Regions from separate parts of the Mus musculus genome. Here region 2 is linked to region 1. The links are chromatin contacts, called in public HiChIP or PLAC-seq maps. All regions are on one chromosome and are shown on one strand. Each heading gives the region's core, a stretch centred on a gene start, on an enhancer-like site or on the middle of the called end of the contact. The rest is flanking DNA. Distances are from core to core; before and after follow the strand shown.

Evidence for each region. HiChIP or PLAC-seq counts read pairs in DNA pulled down with a chosen protein or histone mark.
Region 2: an H3K27ac HiChIP or PLAC-seq map of stem cell-derived neural progenitor cells shows a contact between it and region 1. The contact joins the enhancer-like site here to the promoter of Tbx18 in region 1. A contact is called at or near these places in 3 of 39 promoter capture datasets (the 3T3-L1 cell line and embryonic stem cells), 1 of 484 Hi-C or Micro-C datasets (the 3T3-L1 cell line), 3 of 115 datasets of contacts at active chromatin or transcription factors (embryonic limb bud, fibro-adipogenic progenitors and stem cell-derived neural progenitor cells) and 1 of 9 other capture datasets (adipose tissue).

The regions. Positions count from the first base shown.
Region 1 is chr9:87,726,718-87,733,692 of GRCm38.p6, reverse strand. It overlaps Tbx18 (T-box18), which reads left to right and starts at 2,433. Exons shown (of 8, transcript NM_023814.4): 1 at 2,433-3,158; 2 at 4,028-4,232; 3 at 6,228-6,329. The coding sequence starts at 2,849.
Region 2 is chr9:87,891,359-87,898,333 of GRCm38.p6, reverse strand. No RefSeq gene overlaps it. Among named protein-coding and RNA genes, the nearest start is that of Gm25528, 6.3 kb to the right of the region's middle. Within about 2 kb of position 3,998, at least 12 of the 459 cell types and tissues checked have an H3K27ac peak or open chromatin away from gene starts, as enhancers often do. A contact at or near this core is called in stem cell-derived neural progenitor cells, where this site is marked.

The sequences.
Region 1 (6,975 bases), core at 1,184-3,683:
ATTTGTTGCAACCGGGGGTGGGGGTGGGGACGGGGGGTGGGGTGGGGGGGGGGAGAAAGGCCTCGGGAAACTAAGGCTTCCGTAAAACCCCTTTCCTTGACTTCTCAGCGGACTGGGGTCTAGTTTCGCTATCCAGCCCGGGATGAGGTTCTCTGATAGTTTCCAAGGATTGCAGGTCGTGCTCTGTGTACACAGTTTGCAACCCAAGGGGGAACCAGTTTGTCCTTGGTCCTGGAGCTGGAGCGGGATTCAAGCAGTGGGACCAGTAGTAAGGGAGCTAGCGCCCTCATTCAAGCTAAGGGAGCTAGCGCCCTCATTCTGCCTCAAGAGCTCTGCGCATACTTGGACCCATAGCTACTACTTTTATTTTTGTTGTTAGTTTGTAATATTGTTTTCCAGTTTGTTTGTTATATGAACCCAAGTCAAATTTTGTACCCCGAGGCTCCAGCTGCCAGGGGTAACGTTGGAAGAAGACGCAGAGGGACAGCGGAGGGCTTGGGACCCTGTGCTCCTCAGGGTAGCCTAGAAGGCCTGTTTCAACATCCCAAACCAGTTTGAACTGTGCGGCATTTAAAGGGACAAGATCATAACTACAAAGTAGGCTTCCGGTCTGGAAATCCCTGCGGTTTCTTGGAATCAGCCGCCCAGCCTCCTCCTGCGGGCTGGTCGAGTATGCCAGAAACCTTTTAGTGACTCCACCCCCCCCCCCACCTCCGTCACAGAATTTATGAATCCCTTAGGCTGCAAGCCGGCCTTGCTCGGAGAACCGCTCCATTGGACCATCTATGAGGGCCCAGGGCTGGGGCTGGGCGCTCTAGCTCAATGGGCAACTGAAGATACGTAGCTTCACGCGGGAGCTTCACACAGGGCCTTGAGTTGTTTGCTTAAACTCTACAGACTTCGTCCTAGACTCTCCCTACTAACCCAGAACTTTCCAGGCTGCCTCTTCAAGCTTTCTGGTTGGCTCCCGCTTTAGGCCAAACTTCACTAACCGGGTTGAACTTATTCAGGATACCACATCACCCTACACTCTGATGAGTCTGCGAGAGCTTCTCCAGACAGCTTCAAGCCAGTAGGCTACACCGGCTCCCAGTGCCCCAAATAAAACAATGTCTTCCAATTGAACGCATTTTTCAGGCATTTAAAAATCTGCATCCACAGCAAAGATATTACCAAGTCCTTTCTGGCCCAGGCCTTGCAGGCGCCTCTAGGCACTCGCTGCTTGGTTCAATTTCTTCCCAGCACTCCAGTCCTGAAGGAACTGCAGGTTTCTCTATCTATGATTTAAAAACAAAACCCTCCTTCCGGGGTTGATGGTACTTTCAGAGGCCATTTTCCTGAATGCCGAGGAGAAGCCAGAAGAAAGCTAGGACTGCAGTGTTTAAATGAACATCGAATAAAGGAGGCAAAGCAAAATGAAACAAAACGAATCGTCCCTGGCCTATTTTATACTAAAGATTTGTGCACATAGTGAATTTTATTCTACAAGTGATTTTTTTTATTATCCCCATCAAACCCACATCCTGTTAATCCTAAGAAAATGTTGAGTTTAAACAACAGAACTGCACATACATGTTTGCGATCGTTCAATTCTAGAGTTCTGCTTTCTTTTGAATTTATTTTAAAGAAACACGCCGATTAAAAAAAAAAACCAATATGAATACGAAGCTACTTTTAACATACAGAACTTTCAAAAAACATACAGAAATTCATAAAACATGGTTTACTTTGTGAAGTTTTGAAGTTAAACCTATATCATTAAAGACAAACAGAATTAAAATCCCAGGACCTACGTTTTAAAATAATTAGTCCTAAATAAAAGGAGACACCTTTCCTGAATCGGTTATATGAAGGTCTGAGAGATATTACAATGATTAATTTTTAAATCTAAAAAATATCAAATATGCGTAAACTCATCTCACGTAAGAAAAAAATCTTCGGAGTAAGATTCAAGCCCGTGGTCATTCTCTCCATACAGTGGGCATCAATAGATGCAGGAATGTTTAAGTGAGAAACAACAAACTGTTGGCTGTAAGTTCCTGCCTCCTCCAAATGTACTTCTTAGCCCCATGGACAGGGATGAGAGACCGGAGATTTAAGGGTCCTTGAAAGATCCTCTATACTACTAGTTACGGATCTCTTTTCTCGGTTAAACCCTGAGGCTCAGCCTTTCCTGGTCCTGATAAGAAAAGCCTGAGAAGCGACTGGGTTGGCGGGTGTCAGCAAAAGAGGGTTCAGCTTTCTAGAGACTGGCAGAGACGAGCCAGATGGCGGCGCTTTTCGGTCTGAGATTTTCCGACCTTGTAAGGAAGTGGGCGCGGGCTGAGCGGAGTTAGATTCTCCTGATTGGTAAACCGTTTCGGTGATGGACAGCTCCATAGGACCCTCCCCCGCCGCTTTATTGACACTAATGAGCAAGTTCTTCCCACCGCTCTCCTGCCTTGAAGTGCTGACAGATCAAGGCAACAAATTTCAATTACAATCCCTAATTTGTGTCCGCAGAGTGTTTTTTTTTTCCCCGTGTTAGTCCTCTCGGGCTCATCAGTCGAGGCAGATCTTGGAGCAGCAGGAGGAGGTGGAGGGTTTGGGAGTCAAGAAGTGCATCATTGAACTCGAGGGAGAGACAGAGGGAAGGAAACTTGGCGGCCGCGTTCCTGCTTCCTCGGATCCCAACGCCAGAGAAAGAGGAAACGGCAAATTTGTTTTTGCCCGCAGCTAGGAAGGGGACAGATCTCGGGAGGCATCGGGAGCTGCGGAGCGTTTGGTGGGGGGCCAGGAGGGCGAGCGCGTGCGTGCGCCCCAGCCGCGAGTATATGAGAGAGGGGCGAGCGGGCTCGGGGAGGCGGGGATGGCGGAGAAGCGGAGGGGCTCACCGTGCAGCATGCTAAGCCTCAAGGCGCACGCCTTCTCTGTGGAGGCACTGATCGGCGCCGAGAAGCAGCAACAGCTTCAAAAGAAGCGGAGAAAGCTGGCCACGGAAGAGGCGGCGGGGGCGGTGGAAGACGCAGGCTGCAGCCGTAGCGGAGGCGCGGGGGAGCACGGCTGCTCGGAGGCCGACGAAGAAGCGGCTGCCCCGCCGCCGGCAGCCGGGGCGGCGTCCGGGCCAGCGCGGAGCTGCGCGGACGCGGAGCGGAGCTGTGGCTCCCGCGGAGCGGCGGGTGAGTCGATCGATCCCTTCCTGCCCCAGCGGCTTCCCGGTGCGTCTCCGCCCGGCTCCCGCGAACCTGAGCTTCGGTGAGGCAGCGCTAGCGCCCGCTCCTCCCGGGCCTCCGCCGCCGAGCCCCGGGGGCAGGCGTTGAGCCGTCGGCCCCGCACACCGTCCATCCGCGGCTCTCTGCCCGGCTCGGCGGGCTGCCGCCGTCCTCGCCTCTGCGCCGGGAGGGTTCGAGCCCAGGGCTGCCGCTGCTTTTCACTTCTCTAAGTTTTAGGGGCCCCCGGGGCGCGTGCGGGAGGGCGCGGGCTAAAAGCGCGGAAAAGGGCTCGGACGCCCAGAAGTTGGGTGCGCCAACCGGGGAGGCGGCGGCGAGCTCGCCCACACTCTCTGCCCTTCTGAACGCGGAGCGCTACTCCTCCGGAGCCCAGGGCGCCTCGGGGCGGGCTTTTAGCTCTCTTCTATCCGCTGTGCTGCGGGGCCCGGAGAGCCAGCAGCCCGGAGGATTGCCTGGAGCGGGGTTTGGGGAAGTTCTCAGAAAGTGCCTCGCGCGAGGCCCAGAGGCCCGGCGGCCTCCTGGGGCGGAGGGAGGAAGGGGTGACCGGAGCAGATCCCGGCAGCGGCCGCAGTGAGATCTGCGCCCAGGGACAGTGAGCTCGGGGACAGGTCTCAGGCCCACAAGGCGGGGCGCATGGGGAGTTTGCGGGCCTGGCTCTGGGACATAGGAACTCGGTGGGACCCTAAAGGCCTCAAGGCAACTCCGATCGCCCCGCGCGGCAGGACTGCGGGCAGCTGTCCTAGGGCCTGGCCCTGAGATGATCCTCAAGGCCGGATCGCCCCCTCACTGCTTCCCCGTCTCTACCCTCTGCTGTCCAGGCAGCTGTGAGGATGGCTTCCTGCAGGGCGCCTCCCCGTTGGCATCCCCGGGAGGCTCCCCGAAAGGGTCTCCCGTACCTGGCTTGGCACGACCGGGGACCCCGCTGCCCGCGCCGCAGGCCCCGAGAGTAGATCTGCAAGGAGCGGAGCTCTGGAAGCGCTTTCACGAAATAGGCACCGAGATGATCATCACCAAAGCCGGCAGGTAAGCTTGAGTCTCCGTGTGTCCTGGGACTTTGGCCTCACCGGACCCTGGCCGCAGCTCTGACCCACCCAACAGGGCCCCAGACAGTAGCTTCCTTTCTAAATCTTTACTGCTTTCTTTCCCAAAGCACTGTCGAGGAAGGGCGCATCCCGGCCCAGTTTCATTTAGGTCTGAAAGATCTTTGTCAAGTTGGGTGCTACAGCCTTAGCGATCCATGCTCTGGGTTAGGGAGTGTGAAGTAGTTACAGGTATGTCATGTGCACCTCAGTTTACATTTATTTAGGCTCTAGTTATCAGTCCTGAACTAGGTTATACATGACCTCTCCTGTTTTAGTTATTTTTTATTTTAATAGTATTTTTTAGCATACTCCGATTTCTTTTTTTTAAATTCAAAACTTCCAGATTGGTCCCAGCACCCAGTCCATGGTGTATTGTGTTATTCTGATATTAGGCTACCATGAAAAGTCACTATGGTCATGTTTAATCATGTATCAAGAATCATTAGTCTGATTTTTAAAACTGTAGACACCACACACACACACACACACACACACACAGTCCACTACCTTAAATTAATAGAATGCAAAAACGTTGGAACGAAGTTAATGTTTTTTTTAGACTGTGTAATTCGTGTATGGTTCATTAGTCAAATAAATGGATTTGTTGGCCACATCATATTAATTTGAGGTCAGTGCGAGAAACTTGCACTTTCAAGTTTTCGGCTCATTTAGTGTAATGAAATCTAAGAATAATACGATCCCTTTAAAGGTTCTTTAAAAAGCACACACAACTCTTTCGGGGAGTACACATGGTAAAAACCTGGCTAGCATAAAAGTATCCAAACTTATTAGAAATTACAAAAACATATTTTATTGAATCCATATGCTACCTTCTGCATTCTCGGGGAGTTTTTATTAATGATCCAAATGTGTTCTTCACCAACACAAAGCAACAGTTGTCTTATAAAGGATGTAGTTAAAGACCTTTACTCTTTATCTTACAGGTGCACTGAAAGAACACTAAAACAGCCAGCATATTAAACTGCTCTCATGTTTAGTTAATAGTTATGGACTTTCCTTTCGCTGGCAGCGGTCTTTAATAACACTGTTGTAGGAAAATCGGTAAATAAATTTGTGTTATAAGGTTAACTTAACAAAAATGAGATTAGTTGGAGGGTCCTAGACATAAATCATTAAAAGAAAGGTTTTTTTTTTTTAAAAGGGTGAAACTGATGTTGTTTTTAATGCATGGTAATGTGCTCCTGTATTTCTTGCTTCTGTGCTCTTTTTAAAGGTATGATGTGGGCTGACTTCAACTTCTCCTTTAATACATATATCTGGGAAGTCAGGAGAAAATGGAATTTTCGTTTGCTTTAATTAGCAATAATTGTGGTTAGAAAAGAAAACATTTTTGGGTTGTGGTGGGGGGAGGAAATTCATAAATATACGTTGTGTTTAGTTTCTGCTTCCAATAAAGAAGTTTTACTATACCTTTCAAATTTAGAGCGCCTTTTGCACTTTACCTTACCAGGCTGCAGACAGGAAGTCCTGTCTCAATAAAGAACATATTGTTTGGTTATAGCATGGCACATTGGCTCCTTGTGGGTTTTTTATAACCCCCTTTAAAATTTCACATTATAATATATTTTATCGCTTTCAGCAATTTGAAGTTTGTATCATTTGATGCATTTCATTATTTGTAGTAAGGTAAATAGGCTTGCTGGTTTTGTTTCAGAAGCAACGTTTCTTTCACGTAAAATCCTTTCATGTTTAAGTTACACTGATATTTCTATAAACAGGGAACTGCGTACCCGGTACAAGAGATCACAGTTTTAAAGCTATAATTTTGATATACCCTATGTTCTGAAACCCAGAATTATGTTATCAGAGTGAAGGATAAGCTTGTCTACATTAAAATAATGGACATTTCTTGGGTTTATTCGGTCTCTATTCTTAATCACAAGCAAAACAGAACCCTTCCCTCCCTCGCAAACAGGCGCATGTTTCCAGCAATGCGGGTGAAGATCTCCGGATTAGACCCTCACCAGCAATATTACATTGCCATGGATATTGTGCCGGTGGACAACAAGAGATACAGGTAAGACTGAGGACTGCCAGCAGAACAGTAGCAACAGTGGGGCTCTGCATCTTCTGCCTGTCTCATCCAGCCTCTGTGATCTTTGTTTCACAAAGTCGGTAGTATTTCCCAAACTCATGATCTAAGCCTGAGTTCTTGCAGCTCAGGTGGCACATTGTCCCTCAGCCTATGTGGAAACTCAGGGTTTGCTTAGCCTTTAATAGATAAAGAGATGTCTTTGGTCATTGAAACTTTGAGCAGGGCACATTCTGTCATTGTTACATTGAATGTATCTTTAAAGTTGGTTACAATTTCAGTTAGAATTTTGATAGGAAGTGTCTAGTGCAAAATTTGCAGATACACAGTATAGCAAATGTCATATTTTTCCTATTTTGATCTTATGTTAATTTTCCTGTCATGGTAAAAGTCATTCTCATATATATATATATATAAAAGACTTTCTTTTGAGAAGCATGTTTACAAGTTATAAAAATAAAATCTCATAATTCATTGCGACAAGAAATCATCTTTAAACTTGAAACGAATTGTTATTTTTTCAGGTTGGGAAGGGACCATTCTTTAAGGTTTTCTATAATATTAGGATTTTGAAACAGAATATTTTTGTCTAGGCATGAAGTCAACTCTGAAAAGATACTTTAGTTTCAAA
Region 2 (6,975 bases), core at 2,749-5,248, 160 kb before region 1:
TATCAATGGGGAAAGAAGTGAAAAACAACAAACAAACAAACAAACAAACAAACAAAACAGTCACTGATGGCTTAGCTTCTATTCTAGACAGCACCAGTCAGATAGAAACAATGACTGTAACTAAATAGCTAAATGACAGTGTGACATAGAAAATGACAGTATGGAAAAAAGAAAAGGTAGTCAGAAGGGGAGTAGGCTGCTAAAGCTTCAGAAAGAGCAGCTTGAAAGGATGGACAAGGTGGAGAGTATAGACAGACCGGGAAGGTAAGATGTGTGAGACGATCTTGAGTTCTGAAGGAAGGAGGCAGGGAAAGCAGTTGTTGGCTGAGGAAACAGCCAGAGCAAGGGCAGGAAGTAGGAATGTGCCTGCCATTCTCAGGGAGGTTCCCAAAGTTGGAGTGGAGGAAGACCAGGGGAGAGGCGATGACATCACAGACAACAGGGTCCAGAGCATCCTTCCACTCACTGCTTTGCAACTTTAAAAGACAGCCAAGTGCACGGAGGTTCAAAAACGTCGTCTTAAAACGTGTCACATGTTACATTTGTGTTGGGAAAACTACTCCCTGCAGTCAGGATCCCAGAGAATTCAAAGGACAATGCAGAGAAGCCCAAAGGAAACAGGCTGTGCAAAGAGGCATTTAATGTGCTTTGCTTCTGTTACCTCTTTATTAGACCTGCAGGGAACCTTTGTTCCCAGAGAACCTTGCACCATTGGCTGCAGATACAATTCTTGTGCTTGATATCTAATGGTTTGAAAAACAGAGGCGAAAGCCAAATATAAACTGAAGGGCCATACAGTCATACTTCAGCTTAGCCAGGCCAAGGAAAACGTCTGTAAGCCTGGAGATATTTCTGATGTTCATCACAGGCCTGTCAGCAGTGGGTAAATAATTCCTCTTTAAGTCTGGACTGTATCTACATTATGGAGACAGGCAGTTCTAATAATATCTTAAGACGACTAACTTCATTGACTCTTTCTACAATGTTAACTAAGTCCCTACTATGTGTCAGACACAAGGGATGTTTATCAGTGACTAAAATAATCCACCTCCACCACCACCCCCTCATTACGGAATCAAAGAATACTGGGAATAAGTATCAGATGGTGGCAAAGGGAAACGGAGAGAAAGAAAACAGTTCAAGCTCGTGTTATAATAGGAACAGGAGGTTAGGGAGTCACCACGCTACATGGGGTAGACAGAGATGAGCTGACAAAAGGAGATCTGGCAGACACTGGAAGGGGAGAAAGCACATCTTTAGGACCCCTGAGGGGGAGTGTTGTAGGCAGAGACAGCAGCTAGTGCAAAGGGCCTGGGGCAGGAGAGTGTGCCAATGAGCAGTGCCTCATGGTCCTTGCTCACTTTCCTATCATTTTTCTTATGTCTTACTTCTCAACTCAGTGGGAAACATTTTTTTTTCCCTTCACTGGTAGGTATAGAGAATGTATTTTGATGAAGGGATGCTAGTAAGTAGTGTCATAAGAACCAGAACTGAAGTCATTCATAGATTAATGCTCTGCCAGTCATGGTCCTCACAGTGCCCAGATGAGATTCCACATGCTGCCAGGGTTTCTCGGGATACCATAGGAGCACACGGAGTCCCAAGCAATGCACATTCATGGTACTGTGTGTGCCACAAGGAGCCCTGCAAGGGCAAGGCAGACAGACTCAGAACATCCATGATACTTCTAACAATGCTAACAGACTGAGGCTCACTCCTCGTTGGTGTTATGAGACACCTTATTTTAGGCTCTTTCTGAGTCCCACTTTTTTTTTTTTTTTTTGATCTAGGGTACAATTCACACCATGGAGACTTGGAATGAAAATGCCCCTCCTTCTAGAGAAGTCTGATACACTGCCCCCACAAGTGTGGCCTCCAGCACTGACCCCAGCAGGAGAGGCTGAGAAGATCTCAGTCTTTCGCAGTAGTGTCGTTCCCAGGCCCACAGGGACTCAGCCTTAAGCAGCACCACATGTTGGACATTACCGGACAGTCCTGCTTCAGTTTTGCCCAGCTCAGCCCAGTTCCCTTGTTATGAAAGTTTTTTCCTGCATGAAGGGAAGGAAAGGTTAGGCCTGCACAGGCCTCCTGCAGCTTTATCAGTCCCCAGTCCCCTGTTCTTGTCAGCAACTGCTCAAACAAGAACACACACACAGTGCACAGAGTAGGTAATAGCACACAGACACCCTCACAGCATCTGTCTGAGGCCAGGTCATTAACATATGGAGTATAAGCATGGCTCTCCCCTCATGAAAATATATGTATATATGTATAGGCATACACACACACACACACACACAAATCCACCCTTATGAATATGTATACATGCATATTCATACATGCACACACACATTTGCACAAGCCTTTACTCTCACAGCTAAGCAGGTTTTAGTTAACACTTGGTTAATTTTAATCACCTAATGTTTATCATTTTCTCATGACTGGCATGGCAATGACCTGATTTGTGTGAAAGACCGTTTTAGGTTCCAAAAGAGTCATAAAAAATGAATTCTTGGATGACTTGTACTTAACAAGGGAATAATGTTATCAGAAATAGCAGAAACTCCCTGGATGGACATTGGCAGGCAGACTTCCCATCCTCCTCTTGCCCTGGGGCTGCGGGACTCCCAGATGGATTTATAAGTCAGTTTTGCAACAGATATTCCTAGAATCCCTCCAATGTGATGTTTTGTTTACTTCTTCCTGTCTTTAGAATTTGAGGGCTTGTGGGTAGCAGGGCGGGGCACAAGTTCTACAACACCACGATCAAAAGGCCATTCTGTTGTTCTTGGGATTCTGAGTCTAACAGAGGCAAGAGAATTTTCCTTAGTTTCTTCCTGTCTTCTTCTGCTTTTATGATGCACTGTGAACTTGACCCAAGCTAGAGTACAGGGCAGAAAGAACAGACAAAATTGTTGAAGGTTCAGTTGGATGCATGTGGTTGGCCAAGGTGATGCCTGAGTGTGCCAAGTCTTCAGGGACATACTCCGACCCACCCCATCTCCCATTTTCCCCTTCAAAGTATCTGCTTGGGCTCTTGTCTGGAGGTGTCCAGTCTAGATTCTGAACACTGCCACAGAGATGAGTGATAGAGAGAGATCTTTAGGCAACAGATAACAACATGATCCTAAAGATGTCCACATTTCCCCACCTTCTTTACCTGCCCATTACTAATGTCAGACAGTAACATAAATTGGGTTTTTAATGCTTCCTTGATAAGGATTTAAGAAGGCATTTCATTTTCAGAAGAATCAGTAACACTGTCATGACTCTAAATTTCTTCTCTTGCCCGTTGTGCTGTCTTAAAAATTTAGAATTCTTTGGTCCTGTGTATTGTGTAGGGGACTGTTCCTGCCTCCCTGGGTGATAATGGGATGTTCTGACAGAGATGTGTGTTATCAAACTTTACCAAATCAATCACTTCATTTTACCTCCAAATCTTTGGCCATAGATGTCGAATGAAGATAGTCCCTAAGTCAGTACAGAGGACTATGTGTTAGGTCGAAGGGTTAAGGGTTAAGGGAGTGTAGAGGCAGTGATGCTGGCCTATGCTGTTCACAAGGGCAATGCTTATGCAGCCAGCCAAAGTCTATCAGCTTTCAAGGGAGGCACTTGTTCAATTCTTACACTTTATTCCAGCCAAGAGGAAAGGAAGGACTAAAAGATCAAGGGTACAAATGAAAAACAAACAGAGAAAGCTGCAAAGTTAAGAACGCCAAGGGGAGGAAGCCAGGAGGGAACTGGATTATATTTCAGTTTCTTAAGAGAGAGAGAGAGAGAGAGAGAGAGAGAGAGAGAGTACACAGCAAAACCCTACAATCTGTCTTGTAAATTAATTCCACACTTAATTTTTGAAATTCTTTCTTACTTTTGCAGACTCTGCCAATACCAGGAAGATGAAGTGCAGCCGGGAAGTGGCAGGGACTTCCAGGGTGAACCCCTTACTTTCACCATTCCCTTTCATATGCAGATTCAGCCTGGCCTTGTCCTTTGTCGAGGCTTTCAAAGATCTAAGCTTCCTTCCTAAGGCATCATCTTTTATTAATCAGCTATCCACAGCCCAGTCCAAGAGAAGGGGACTGGCTTCAGACAGATGTTGATAAATGTCTTAAGTTTCTTATAAACGAAATCAAGGCCAGCCATGTTTTATTAATCAGTTAACCTTCATATACACTTGGCCCTCTGTATAGTGTCTCACACTTTATACGCCATCCTGTTTACAATACTTATCCTGAGTCAACTCAAGACAGTCAGCCTTTATTTGGAAAGACAGGCAGTGGTGTACATGTTTTTACAGATACTTAATGGCTAATATAAACAGTCATTTACAGATGCACATTTTAGCAAATCGTTAGGTGTTAACCAGTGTAGAGTACTACTACCATCATGCATTTATGAACCGTGTTTATTTTAGCTAAGGACTAAGATAAGAGTATTACAAAAATGATCAAAAGCCTGCTGGTGGAAATACTGAGGGTTCCGGTGCCTCAGCATAAGGAACCAAGAACATACTGAGCAAACATTGCTAGCCAAGGAGCCTGGCTCCACCTTGCATTTCTTTGAAAGGATTCTTACCTGGGGCTCCAAAATGGTACATGCAAGTCACTGTCCACTTGGGGACATGGGCTGAGGAGATGCCTCTGCTGTTAAAGTGTGAAGAGACAGCTCTGCTGTTAAAGTGTTTGCTTGCCCTGAGAGTGTGAGAACCTGGATTCTATGCCCAGAATCCATGTAAAACTGGGCAGGGAGGTGCACATCTGTAAATGGTGCTAAAGTTCCATTTATGAGCAGATATTTGGAGCTCATTGGCCAGACAGTTTATCCAAAGTGACGGACTCTAGGTTCAGTAAGAAATCCCCCCACCCCCCTCTATATTTACAGTAATTGTGTGGAGTAATTGACAAATACACCTGGTATCAACTTCCAATCTCCAAATGAACACACACACACACACACACACACACACACACACACACCTTTCTGATAGTAGCTACAGTGATAATATTAGTTCAAGGCATATTGCAGAGAGAAGGAAAACAATTAGACAAAAAAAAATGAAATTCATGCTATACAAGAAGTTATACATATAACAAATACTATTCTGGTATAAGCCATGTTACTAGACCAGCCCCCCCCCCCCCAGGAAAACCTAGTGTTAAGCTCTTAGAAGCTTCCTGAACCCACCTACATCTGTGTTCTTTGATGGTCACACCCTGGCTCTCATACTTGAAAGACAAGTATAAAACTGTGGTTCCTTTCTGTTCTGGATTTCTCTCTCCCTAATGCATTACACTGATCATGCATTAATGACAACAGTCATTTTTATGTTGAGACTCATTTCCTGTCACTGACTGCAGACCATGGCAGAAGAGCAGGCACACACTGAACCACGAAGCCTGCCACTGTCTCCTCTGAATTCTGTGAATTATTTCATCAACATAGCTTTGGGAGGAATTTTGTTTACCTCTTTAATTCTAGATTGAGGACAAGCACTGAATATCCTGAAAACCCTCTATTCCATTACTCCAGTGCCCATTCATATGCAGCTAATTACCATCCCCACCTCCCCTTCCTACAAAACATCCATCACAGAGAAATGTTTTACTGCAGGTCAGTGCTGGTTATAGCAGGCAGGCTTTTTATCTTTCCTTCAGACTTACCAGGTATATAAACTTTACTAAAAAGATAAAGCAATTCTAGCATCATAAAAGTATATCCAGGCTAAATAAGCTGAAATAGACTGCACATTAAAAAGATCTACTGAAGTGGAAGCTTAAACGTTCTTTGGAAAGTTTGTTGGATGGTGTTTTGCTGGGGAAAACATGTGAAGAAAAGTTTAGCTGGAGTAGACACAAGGGAAGACTACGGCAGAATCCTGAAGGAACATTTGTCTGAGGCAGACACATGAAAGAGGATGTACTGCTAAAGCAAGCACGTCAAAGGACAAGTGATGAAGGACTCTTTGCTAACAACACACATATATTGGTCATCCTAACATGGCATAGTTGGGCTGCATTTGTAGGAAATCTATAGAGAGAAGCCACCAAAAAACTTCTGGTGGTATGCTGCAGTTTCTTACCGCTTCCGGCTGACTCAGGCTGATTGGCAGAGTGTTGTCAGCTGAGACAGAGGCACATGCTGATGAAAGACACGTGCTGAAGCAATACATGTGGAGGATATGTGATTTATGGAGAGAGTATAAAAGGACTCCACAGAGAGTGACAGGGGCTGGCTGAGCTAGGCTTGCTTAGAGAGCTAGCTGTGCAACACTTGTTGATCTCGTGTCTTCACTCATCTATGTATGCTTCCTTGAGAGAGGCACAGCTAAGAACTTCTGGTAACCTTCCTGGTTCCTCCTGCTGACTTGTGCCAAGGCTGAGGCCTGGCTGGCTCTACTAGGTAGTACCACTGATGCTGATTCATGTTTGCTATCCCAACTCTACAGACCCGGACTGCTGGGTATATATTTTTGTGAGTGTATCACACTGTTTGCTGACCTGTGAACTGAACTGACAATTTCCAGTCAACACAGATGAGAGTTGCTCCAAAGAACCTTTCTCAACAGGTCTATATCCCCCATATCCTTTGTTTTCTACTACCTCTGATGGGTGGTGGGCTAAAAGGGAGGTTAAAGCATTTAAACACTGTCACTAAAAATAAGGTTTGAAAAAAATTAAACTTACAGGTGGTGCCTAAAGTGGCCTTAGGCATAATGGGTAACTCTGCTTCTACAGAAGAGGAAATGGCAGATTATGAACCATTATCAATGTTGCTTAAGGAGATTGGCACAATGGCAGCTACCACCACTGGGTAGTATTCTGCCTTGCTCCCAGAAGGTTTTAGCTTTGATTTGTAGTTTTCAGGTATACTATTTTGAAAAAGTTTAGTAGGAAATCCAATACTTCCCTTCTGTTAGAGAAGATTGTATAATTGACTATGCACTTAGAGAGTTTGTAGAGGGCCTCTGGGAAGAGA